2 separate regions of the Triticum aestivum genome follow, and region 2 is linked to region 1. The links are chromatin contacts, called in public Hi-C maps. All regions are on one chromosome and are shown on one strand. Each heading gives the region's core, a stretch centred on a gene start, on an enhancer-like site or on the middle of the called end of the contact. The rest is flanking DNA. Distances are from core to core; before and after follow the strand shown.

Region 1 (6,267 bases), core at 1,039-3,538:
TAGTTTGCATTTGGTCATTGTCTGCCCAAATCTGATCAAATCATCATCTGCCCGAACAGGATTAAGTCTCACCTACAAAACCGACATCTAATTTGCAGCCATAACCTGGCTAAAGTTCATAACTTAGTCTTTGTGAGGCTTGCTTCATGCCCTAAAAGAGAGACTGAAAATTAAGTGTCTCGAAGCTAGGCTATCCAACATCCAGGTATCAAGCTGCCTTCTGAGTTATTTCTAATTTTCTAGGCCCCCATGACAAGCAATATTATAAGGGTTAGAGTACCTCTAGCACTAGACACTACATTACGGCATGACAGTTTCTAATATACCAACAAGAATAATGGTTTCCCCAAGAAGATGTGATAACATCTTCTACAGTGATACCCCCTGTGGCAAATACAACCACTCATTACAACAATCAACAAACCTAACATAGCTGCAACTCTATTTTGTGTGTGTCACAAATTGAATAAGAACCTGTACATGAAATGTGTTCTGTACTTCGGTTAACTATCTAGCATACAGTTGAATCGTGATGACTCTCATCTCATGCTATCCAGAGAGCAGAGAGAGCCATAGGGACAAATTTCACCTCGAGAAATAGAAGATGACCATAGAAACTAGGTATCTAAACAAGCTTTCTACATCTCAAGCAGGCAATGTAAAATACCTCAAAATTTTAGTAGGAACTAGCAATTCACAATGGTATTATCATTGCCTTCTGAAACCACTCATTTTCAGGAACTAAGTTAAACCAAGTTGCTGAAAGCCATGTGTGAACCCCTAGTTTACAGGTACTAAGTTGAAACCTGTTGCTGAAACCCTCACCTCATGAAGTCACCGCCCATCATCTCAAAACAGCAACATGCAGCAAGCAGAAATCACCATCCAGTGTCAATCGTAACTATCGCGTTCATCATAATCATCATTGCCAGGCCCGTCATCATCCACAATCTCCATTCCAAAGCACTCAACATCAGCATCCTCATCCATCCCCTCTCCTTGAAACTCCTCATCTCCATCCAGTGTACCCTCCTCTTCATCGTCATCTTCGTCTAAAACCAGCTTGGACAAGCCCTTCCCACGGTACAACACGCCAGTGCGCATCACATACTGTACCTTGTCCCTCACCGCCGCGAGGGGGTGCTTCTCCACAAGCTTCCCCCTCTCGTACCCCTCGCGAAGCACGAGCGTCGTCGTTTTGCACTTCAACGACAGGTAGAACACTCCAGGATACCTTGTAAACAACCTCGTGAACTTGTGAGGCAGGCCAAGCTCCTCGCGGAGCAAACGGATCGCATTCCTCCGGACCATCTTGTGCACCATCAGCCCGAGCAACTCATGCAGCAAACCAATGTTCCTCTTCTCGTAGATGTCGCTGTCAGGGTCGATCCCTGAGGCATCATCATACGGCGAGATGTAAGGTAGCCGGTGGAAATCGTCCATCCAGGCCTTGACCTTCTTCATCCCTCCGTACCCACGCGGGAACCGCATCGGGAACGCGAGGGGGGCATGCGACGAGGACGGCGGACGGGACAGGTCGCGGTAGGTCGCCCCGGTGATGGCCTCGGCGTGGCGGCGCTGGAGGGAGGATATGGCGATGTCGTCGGGGAGGCGGGAGGTGGAGAGCGAGATGTGGTTGTTGGAGACGGCGAAGAGGTCGGGGTGGGAGGAGGGGAAGGAGGAGGCGAAGTCGTAGGGCAGGCCGAGGTCGAAGCGGAGCGGGAGGATGGAGGCCAGCGGGAGCGACCTGGAGCGGGTGAGGAGGAGGAGGCGCGCGAGGCGGAGGTGGGAGTCGACGGCGGAGGCGCGGGCGAGGCGCGCGAGGAGGATGTCGGAGGCGGAGGTGAGGGAGAAGGCGGGGAGGGTGGGGAAGCGCGGGTGCGGCTGCTCGGCGAAGAGGGTCGGGTGGCGGCGGAGGAAGCGGAGCACGGGGACGGTGAGGCCGAGCGGCTTCTGGAAGCGCGCGAGGGCGCGGGCCGGCACCGGGGACGACGGCTGGCGGGCGAGGTAGTCGAGCATGAGGCAGGACGCGCGGATGGAGGTGGTCCGGTCGATGATGTGGTCCAGCCCGCGGTTCTTCACCCACTTGAGCCGCACCTTCTGCATGGCGAGGCGGCGGCGGGGGAGGTGGCTGGTGTGGTGAGTGGAGGAGACGGCGGTGGGCGAGGGTGGCTGGCGGCGCGCGTGGAGTGTTCGGGCAAATGCGTACAAGGGGGAGCGGCCAGGTGGGCAGAGGTGGAAGAAGAGACAAATTCCGCAAAGGTTCTATGACCTTGCCACTCGGCCTGGTTTAGCCTGGACTGGGCCTGTTTGTTTGGTCCGACATAGTTGGGCTTTTCAACGGTCCAGTACTTGTGAGTTTGTGAGCTCAAAAAAAACTTGCGAGTTTGTGAACTGAATGGACTATCGTGAAAGTCTGAAAGACTAGCTCGATTTCAACAGCAGCAACACAGCATGCGCGTGACCTCAACAGCCCATGAAAAAATTGTCGCGACGGGTAGCTAAGCCAAAATCAAACGACTCGAACTACTAAGATGCGTCGATGGCAATGGCACGTAAAATTGCACGAACCGCGTATAAATTGGGCACTGTTCCAGGTGTTCTCCAATACACCACTTCTCGGCAAGGCTGTAATATTTGGCAGGGTCAGCCGCGCGCGCACGGGCGACGCTCGCAGACGCAGAACCAGAATGGCGCATATCCACGTCGAGTCCATGCAGACCGCCGTCCCGACGCGCGTCGCGCTGGAGCGCGGGCGGACGCTGCCCATCGCCGTGACCGGGCTGCCCATCGCGGCCGCGGAGCTGCAGCACCGGTTCCGCGCGGTGCTTTACTACCGCGACCGGCTGGAGGGCGAGGCGATGGCGCAGCTGGAGCAGGCCGCGTGGGTGCAGGAGTCTCTCAGCGAGGCGCTGGCCGACCACCCGAAGATGGCCGGGCGGCTGTGGCGGCGGCACGCTGGCGGCGGCGAAGGGCCGTGGGATTGGGACGTAAAGCTCTGCGACGCCGGCGTGCGGCTGCTCATGGCGTCGATGGACACGACCTTGACCGCGTTCCTGGAGATGGAGGACCGCGAGAGTAAGGAGCCGGCGCTGGCGCTCTGGACGGACGTGGAGGCCAAGGACCCCGAGAAGTGTTCCCCTTTCGTCATGCAGGTATACATGCAAGAACTTCCCCTTCGTGCATTTTTCGTACGCCCTGAGCTAAAAATCGCGCAAATTTCGTGCTTCTCGTCGCAGTTGACGCGGTTCCAGGGCGGCGGCTACGCCATCGGCGCGTGCTGCAGCCTGCTCCACACCGACCCGCTGTCTTTCATCAACTTCCTCAAGTCGTGGGCGCGGACGCACGCGCAGCTACGGGCGCAGAACAAGCTCGTTCCCAACCAGATGATAAAGTACACGCGCTACTTCCGGAACCCAGGCGCCGCCACGAGGCGTCTCAGGTCCACCCCCCTCGTCTCCGTGGCCGGCGACGCCGCGACCACCGTGCTTTTCAGGGTCGTCGGCGATGCGCCAGGCCGCCGCGCACTAGCCGAGGCGTGCGTCGCGCAGGCCAGCGAGAAGCTGGGGGTTGAGAAGCCGACGCGGTTCACGGTTCTCGCCGGCGATGGCCTGGGAGGGCTGAACGTCCTGCGCTCCTGCGCGGGGTGTGACGGGGAGACGACGACGACGCCGCCGCCTCCGGGTCACCTGCTTCGGGACGCGTGCTGGCAAGAAGCCGGTCTCGAGGAGGCCATGCTGGATGGGTACAAGCCCGTGCACGTCTCGTGCAGCATCGTCTCGCCGGGTGCCGAGGAGGGCATTGTCGTCGTGATGCAGGCAGGGGCCGGCGCCGAGCTCTTGATCAGTGCGACTGTTCCGAGCAGGAAGTGATTAAGCTGGACACGCCACGTCACATGATATACGTCCACGTAGTGGTTAAAAATTAAAATAGTACTCCCTCAGAAATGAAATGGATGAATCCATTTCTGTGACAAGTAATTTGGGGAGGGCTACAGTGTTAATATACTAGAACAACGTAAATAATGGAATCGACATATTGCATATGAAATATGAAACTATAGCAATGCATGTATGAATTCATTCTTATGGAATTCCAACTAAAAATGTGATATTCTACCAAATCAATGTTTTTTCAGAGAACCCCGTAGTTTAACCCACCATTACAGGTACATCGCATTGGATAAAGAATATAAGAAAATATATAGTAACTCATATAATTAAGATTTGCGATAATATTTCTTGAAGACATTTTCTTCGTGGTATCAATCTCTCAAAACGAAATACTCTTAAGACTTCACTAAAATGCAACAATTAGACCAAGCGACGATATGGTCACTCTTTCTTTTTTCTCGAATACGCATAAGCATGCGTATCATTCATTGAAGAAGAAAGGAAAGACTCCCAAAAGTCATATGTAAAGAGGATATTTACATGCCGGATTTTCGGACACTACCGACAAGAGACTAGGACTACTACTCTCGTGCAGTCCACCTATCTACCGCTTCCTCCTGCAAGCTTGCCGAGCAGTCCCGCCTTGGTTCAAGCCACCCCTTCTTCCCTAATCCGCTGCTTGAGACTTGGGATTGACGGCAACATACCATTGAACACCACATCATTCATGTGCTTCCACAGCAGTGGCGTAGCCAGCCCAATAAGTCAGGGTGGTCCATCAATAAAAATATTTACATAAGTTTGTTTATTTTTAAAGAAATATCTTTTTACTACACTACATACAAGCTATGGGGAAATTTCAGGGTGGTCCATGGACCACCCTGGCCACCCCCTAGCTACGCCACTGTTCCACAGCATCCACATAACCAGAAGGCATATTGCTCTTGTTTCTTTACGGTTTCGTAAGACCAAGTCCTGCCTGGTGCACCACGAACCTAGCTCCTCGTCCACGAGCGGCTCGTATGCCGTCCTGTCCGTGATCCTTCCCATACAGTGCCAAATTTGTCTTGCAAATACACAATCCAGAACCAGGTGTTGAATGGACTTCTCTGCTTGACGACAAAGCGGGCAAGAATCCTGATGAGTCAGTCCTCGACGAGCAAGCCGGTCTGATGTCCAGCATCTGTTTTGGAATGCGAGCCAAGCGAAGAAACGGCACCGGAGGGGCGCTCGGGATCCCCAGGTGAATGTCGCCGTCGGTGACACCTCGAGCCCCAACCGGGCCGCATATGCCGATCGCGCTGAGAACTGTCCATTTTTCTCCCAGCTCCACATAACCACATCTTGCACACCAGTTGTCGTCTGAATCATCGCCACTCGCAACCAAATCTGAAAGAATTGAAGCAAAGCATCCGACGAGAGGTCCGGGCCAATGTCACCCGCCCAGTTGTGGTTTTCAAGTGCGCTTGCAACCGTCTTCGATCCTATCTGATTCTAGGCGGGAACCTGGCATATATTAGAGGGGCTAATTCGCACGTCCGATTGCTCTGTAACCACTTGTCTTCCCAGAAGAGGGTGGATGTCCCGTCGCCCACTGATGTGCTCACTGCCGCCTGCACCAGTGCGAAGGATTCGCTGGGTACCCTAATTTGAAACTCGCTCCAGGTCTGCCCTTGTCATATTTCTGCAACCACGACCATCTGGCTTGAAGTGACTTGTTGAGCCACAGCAGGTTGGGGATCTCGAGGCCACCAGCCCATTTAGGCCTACATACAGACTCCCAGGCCACAGAGCAATTCCCTCTGTGTGCCTCCTTCATCCCGCACCACAAGAAGCCACGACAAATCTTGACTAGAGCTGAAATTGTTTTAGTCGGCAGGTCCAAGGCCCCCTACGAACTTTATTACTAATAATGCTTTTCTAAAAGACCCCTGGGTCGTTCATCCAAAAGATGAGAAGACTTGAGCGATGAACATACTTTAGCCAGATGATTCCCTAGAAGTGTGGGCCATTGAATCGCAATATGTGCATTATAAGTGTCAGGCAAATATTCTAGTCCACAAAGAAATAAACCAACAAAAAAGGCATGACGCAATAACATAAACTCATTAAATTCAAGTAATCAAATCTGCGGTGGCACAAATCTCTTTATCTCCATGTCACCGCTAAAACAGAACAATAATAACTTTTTTTGAGACAAAGAACAATAATAACTTCTTTCGCATGCTAATTAGTGGGCCACGGCCCGCTGAGAGCGCATGCGAGCGCCAACACGATTCAGGGTGCGCTAATCATGGCATATCCTATTTAGCGCTGCAGCGTCCCGCACTGGGCCGGCCCATTACTATGTATCTTAATTTGCAAAAAGTGAAAC
Region 2 (6,411 bases), core at 487-2,986, 220 kb before region 1:
CACAGCATGAATCGCCTTTCCTCTAGGATCATTCCCCTTATGAGGCTTGCTGGTACCTCCAGTGATATGGCTCCAGCTGCTATCATCGCTAACACCACTGCTGTCACTTGCTCGGCTCATGCTTGTTTTTGCACTTTCTAAAGAGTCACCTCGCACACTACTCTTTACACTTCCAAAGTTCCTCTCTACAGTAAGCATGGTTCCGCCAGCTATGGCTTCACTTTTATATGTGTTACTGCGGTTGCTCGCGATGCTCATGGCAGTGACCACCCCCATGCTGTCAATGCTGCTGTGAGGGCTGACATTGCCGCTGGGAGGGAGCGATGCATCCCAGACACAGTCCTTCTCCTCCGAATCCGGAGGCAAGGACACAGTTTCCGTTGCCTGTGACGAGCGCGCCGTGGCCAACGAAGCCACTGCAGCACCAGATACCTTCCTCTCTTCAGCCAAGCCTTCACCACTGCCTGCACAGACCACTGCATTTGGCTTCAGGCCTGTGACACAGAGCGAGAGGTCATCTATGAACGGCCCTTTCCCTGATAGTCCTCGCACCAGACACACCGGCGGCTCAGGCTTCTCCTCGTCAATTGCGACATAGACCGTCTTCATAAGATCCATATCAATTGGCTCCAGGGGGTGACTGGCCCCAGAGAAAGAACTCCGGCCACCCTCATCCGAGGAATCCACGCTCTGGAAGCTCTCCTCGCCATCATCTGGCAGATCCTTCTCATCCTGCTGCTGGGAGGTCTTCCCTTTCCATGACGCCTTTATCGGTATCGGCAGTGGCGGCTCCAGGCTCTGCACCTTCCGAGCAGTGACCACCAGAGGGTCTTCAGGCTCCGCAATCTTATCTACTATCTCCATTCAGACCTTAGCATAACAAGGGCACAAACACCAAGCAAGAGCCGACCAAGACAAGGCAAATCCCAAGCGATTCTCTCCTCAACAAGACACAAGGACGACAGGATTCCTGCACCGGGATGGCAGATTTCAGCACAGACAGCACTTCACCTGCAACATTCACACACAGATTGATTAAGGAGACGAGGAGAACAAAGTTCCTCTCCAGCACAACACGGGTTCGAAGAATCAAACCTGCTCCAGGGCAAATTGTCGAAAACCCAGCGAAAGCAGCCCCCGGGGAGTAGGAACAGGTCCAATCCTCCACCCTGCAGAACAGAATCACAAACCAACCCACCGGATTAGAGGACGCATACTTCCGCAAGAATGAGAAAACAACGACCCACCAAATCACGCCTGGTGCTCCCCAAACCCCAAGGCACCCACCAAAACCGCAGCAGAATCCCGCCAGCATATCGACTCTCAGAATGCACCCACCCCGCGCCGCATTCAGATCTTCGCCGCCGGCGAAGAGCAACGAAGCGCGGCAGTCGCCGGTTCCCCAACCGAACCAAACAAGTAAACAAATCGAAGGAAAATAATCAATCACCTCGAACCGGGGAAAAGCGGAGATCCCCAGAGTCCAGAGATGACGGACGCCTCAGCCTCGGGGGACGACGCGCCGCGCTCTTGGCCGGCTCCTCCCCGCTCCCTCGTCCCACCACCGCGCACCAGTGCCGCCGCTGCTGCTGCTAGCGCCAGTCCCAGCCAGAGTAACTCCGCACCCAGCCTCGCCCTGCACCTCTCTCTCTCTCTCTCTCTCTCTCTCTGCGCTTGTGAGGACTGATGAGGAGAGGCGGAGCGCGACGGAGGGGGGAAAGCGAAAGGCGTGGGAGTGGTGGGGGCTGGATTTGTTCCCGTTCTGTTTTGAGAAGGAAAAAATAAAGCGGAAAGCGGCGAAAAGGTTGCGCGTGGGCTGCTGCTAAGCACCGTTTTCCCGCGGCTAATCACTCTCGCGCTTTATCCGCTTTCCCTAACCACACAGCTTTGCTCGCTCTGGCCCGTCCCTTTCATCCTCGTTAGTCGTTACCCATCCAACCCCACACTGATGTTCTGCTGCCAAAAAGAAAAAAACTACACTGATGTTTTCTCATCTGTGAGACAGGAAGCAGCTTCTCAACTGTGCCACGAATAACAAAATAAGTACAATCAGAATGGGTCTAATGTTACTAGTAGTACCTTCTTTTGGGTAAAAGCAAAGGGAATTTTATTGTTGCTGTACTGGAGTATCTCCTTCTTGATAGCCGAATTAATGCTTTCTTCTTCTTCTGAGCCGAAGTAATTGCTGCGTTGATACGGGTCGGAGCTTTGGGGCATGCCTGGGCCGACTTGTGGGGCCATGGTGTAGCTTCTTTGCGCTACAGCGGGACCACCTGTCACCATCACTTGGAGAGTGCGGCCGGAATGAGGACAGACGCATACGTGACTCGTTCAATGATGCCGTTTTGGAGGACGTGTTCACCCGCTCATCACGCTCGTCGGTGTCAGAGTAATTTGAGCAAGGCGGCTAATGGAGTAGTAGGTTTTTTACCGTCTCCCCTGAACTTTACATGGGACGAAAAGTTTACGTGTACAGTTTTTTCTTTTTACATCAGTACAGACTCAAGCGCTCATATATATGTGCATACTCTCACTCCTATGAGCGCGCACACTCACATCCTACCTCTATAAGCATCTCTGAGAGACTGAACCCTGGTGGGCTGTGATACCATTGTGCCTCTAACCATCCAACCACAGGTTGGTTTGCGTTTACGTGTACAGTTTATTTCTTTTCATTTGAGAAATTTACATGTACAATTAAGAGATAGTGTCACCCAACGCCAACGCGCTGAAACGGACTGAAAATGTGGCCCAACGCGGCGAAGCAAACAGATGGTTCGTCCGCCCACGACACATTTTCCGGCCCAAATTTAGACTAGGTTTGCGTTGGCATGTACACACGTGACGCTCTCTCTTATTCTCCCCTGGACCGTCTGTAGGTGGCATATCGGCCATTCTCTCCTCCCCTCCCCCCACACAGGACCTCTTCCGGCCACGCCGTCCTCACCGCCGTTGTCCACTTCGGTCGCTTGGACGCCGCATAGGCTACAGTCCATATCCACCCATTCCCTCCCACCTCTAAGCGCATCTAAGACCCACTCTTGTCGGTGTTAGTGGCCTCTTCTCGCCGCCGTCGTAGCACGAGAAGGCATGGTCTAGCAGCACCTCCACGGTCGCCAGCACCACCCTTGCCTCCACTTCGACAGGCCCACTGGATGTACAGGGAGGGCATGGGGCTCTCCACTGCTGCTACTCCACCACGCCCATAAAGGTGTTCGGTGTTTTGCCCGCAAGGTACCTTGGATAGTGGGACGAGTTCTTTTTCAATAACTTCATGTGTTCATCGAACAATTCATTGCCGGACAATGAGGATTTTGTGGTTGCAACTATGTTCGTCAATGACCACATTGCTAAGCAGCGTACGACGTTTAGGGGATCGATCATGGGCCATGCTCCGGTGTTAAATCGCAACAGAGAAAGAGGCCATTGCCCACTCTTTGTCGGTTACTTTCAGTGCACGTCCCCACTCTACAATCCCAAACTTTCCCGGTGCTGCTTCTGGATGGCGGGACATGTGTTCAATCGTATTCGAGAGGGAGTGGTGGTGTATGATGATTACTTTAGATGCAAGGAGGATGCCCTTGGAAAGGTTGGTTTCTCCTCTTATCAGAAATGCACTGCAGCTATTCGGATGCTTGCATACGAAATTCTCGGTGATCTTATGGATGAGTATGTCTGCATGAGTGAGTCCACATGCCTTGCATCATTGTACAAGTTCTGTCGGGCTAAGGCAGCAACGTTTGGCCCGAAGTACTTGAGAGAGCCAAATGTTGCATATACAGCCCGATTGTTAGCGATCAATGGAGAGAGAGGCTTTTCTAGGAGCGCTTGGTACCATAAATTGTATGCATTGGAAGTGAAAGAATTGTCAATTTGCTTGGTGGGGGCAATATAAGGGGCATTTTAAGGCTTGCACTGACATACTTGAAGTTGTGGCTTCACAAGATATCTGAATTTGGCACTCTTTTTCGGCATGGTTGGTTCTCACAATGACATTGATAACCCACAAGTGTAGGAGATCGCAACAGTTTTCGAGGGTAGAGTATTCAATCCAAATTTATTGATTCGACACAAGGAAAGTCAAAGAATATTCTCAAGTATTAGCAGCTGAGTTGTCAATTCAACCACACCTGAAAGACCTAATATCTGCAGCAAAGTATTTAGTAGCAAAGTAGTATGGAAGTAACAGCAACAGTGGCAAAAGTAACAGTAGCAATCCTAACAGTGGCAACGGAAAAGTAACTTAGCAAAGATCAATATGAAACGAGCTCGTAGGCAATTGATCAATGATGGATAATTATGTCGGATGGCATTCATCATGCAATAGCTATAACATAGGGTGACACAGAACTAGCTCCAATTCATCAATATAATGTAGGCATGTATCCTGAATATAGTCATACGTGCTTATGGAAAAGAACTTGCATGACATCTTTTGTCCTACGCTCCCGTGACAGCGGGGTCCTATTGCAAACTAAGACATATTAAGGCCTCCTTTTAATAGCACGGCGGTGAGCATCATGAAATTAGTGATGGAGGATGGTTGATGATGATGATGGCGATGAATTCCCCTCTCCGAAGCCCCGAACGGACTCCAGATCTGCCCTCCCGAGGAAGAACATGGCTTGGCGGCGGCTCCGTATCGTAAAATGCGATGACTCCTTCTCTCCTATTGTTTTCTCCCCGAACGCGAATATATGGAGTTGGAGTTAAGGTCGGTGGAGGTCCAGGAGGGCCACAAGGATAGAGGGCACGCCCCCCACCCTTATGGCTAGGGTGTGGACCCCCTTCGGTTGATTCTTTCGCCAATATTTTTTATTTATTCCAGAGGTTATCTCCGTGAAGTTTCAGGTCATTCCGAAAGCTTTTATTTCTGCATAAAAATAACACCATGGCAATTCTGCTGAAAACAACGTCAGTCCGGGTTAGTTCCATTCAAATCATGCAAATTAGAGTCAAAACAAGGGCAAAAGAGTTTGGAAAAGTAGATACGTTAGAGACATATCAACTCCCCCAAGCTTAACCCATTGCTTGTCCTCAAACTAAAAGTGATAAAGAAAAACTTTTACAAACTCTGTTTGATATTGTTGTTGCAAATATGTAAATCCAGCATTCAAGTTTTCAGCAAAGATTATGAACTAACCACATTCACCATAACATTTAGATCTCACATTTACTCATCCAATGGCATAATCAACTAGCGAGTAATAATAAATCTTAGATGACAACACTTTCTCAAAACAATCATGATATGATATAACAAGATGGTATCTCACTAGCCCTTTCTGAGACCGCAAAACATAAATGCAGAGCACCCCTGAAGATCAAGGACTGACTAGACATTGTAATTCATGGCAAAAGAGATCCCGTCACAGTCATACTCAATATCAATTAATAACAACGCATACAAATACAGTGGTGCTCTCTAACTGGTGTTTTGTAAGAGGATGATGACTCAGCATAAAAGTAAATAGACAGGCCCTTCGCAGAGGGAAGCAGGGATTTGCAGAGGTGCCAGAGCTCGAGTTTTGAAATAGAGATAAATAATATTTTGAGCGGCATGCTTTCATTGTCAACATAACAACCAAGAGATCTCGGTATCTTCCATGCTACATACATTATAGGCGATTCCCAAACAGAATGGTAAAGTTTATACTCCCCCACCACCAACAAGCACATTCCACGGCTGGTCCGAAACAATGGGTACCATCCAACTAACAACAATCCTGGGGGAGTTCTGTTTGCAATTATTTTGATTTGATTTGAGCATGGGACTGGGCATCCCGGTTACCAACCATTTTCTCGTGAATGATGAGCGGGGTCCACTCATCGTGAGAATAACCCACCTAGCATGAAAGATATAGACAACCCTAGTTGCTACATGAGCGATTCGAGCATACAAAACAGAATTTCATTTGAAGGTTTAGAGTTTGGCACATGCAAATTTACTTGGAATGGCAGGTAAATACCGCATATAGGTAGGTATGGTGGATTCATATGGAACACCCTCGGGATTTATGGAAGTGGATGCACAGGCAGTATTCCTGCTTAGTACAAGTGAAGGCTAGAAAGAGACTGGGAAGTGACCAACTAGAGAGCAACAACATCCATAAACATGCATTGAGATTAACCAACACTGAGTGCAAGCATGAGTAGGATATAAATCACCATGAACATAAATATCGTGGAGGCTATGTTGATTTTGTTTCAACCACATGCGTGAACATGTGCCTAGTCAAGTCAGTTGAATCATTCAAAGGAGGATATCATCCTATCATACTACATCACAATCATTTGAATAGCATGTTGGCACGCAAGGTAAATCATTATAAACTCCCAGCTAATTAAGCACGGCATGAACTGCTACCTCTTCACACTACAAAAAAATACACTTCCGTGATGATACGTGTT

Evidence for each region. A called contact is a pair of places that touch in the nucleus more often than the background predicts.
Region 2: a contact with region 1 is called in a Hi-C map of leaf, with 7 times the contacts expected there. The contact joins the promoter of LOC123046214 here to the promoter of LOC123046213 in region 1. A contact is called at or near these places in 1 of 5 Hi-C or Micro-C datasets (leaf) and 1 of 1 datasets of contacts at active chromatin or transcription factors (leaf).

What each region holds. Positions count from the first base shown.
Region 1 is chr2B:592,335,860-592,342,126 of IWGSC CS RefSeq v2.1, reverse strand. It overlaps LOC123046213 (protein WHAT'S THIS FACTOR 9, mitochondrial), which reads right to left and starts at 2,288. Exons shown (of 2, transcript XR_006422031.1): 1 at 826-2,288. LOC123046212 reads left to right here and starts at 2,599. Exons shown (of 2, transcript XM_044469521.1): 1 at 2,599-3,155; 2 at 3,240-4,088. The coding sequence starts at 2,691. The coding sequence ends at 3,872.
Region 2 is chr2B:592,550,754-592,557,164 of IWGSC CS RefSeq v2.1, reverse strand. It overlaps LOC123046214 (serine/threonine-protein kinase D6PKL1), which reads right to left and starts at 1,736. Exons shown (of 4, transcript XM_044469523.1): 1 at 1,451-1,736; 2 at 1,096-1,169; 3 at 1-1,011. The coding sequence starts at 864.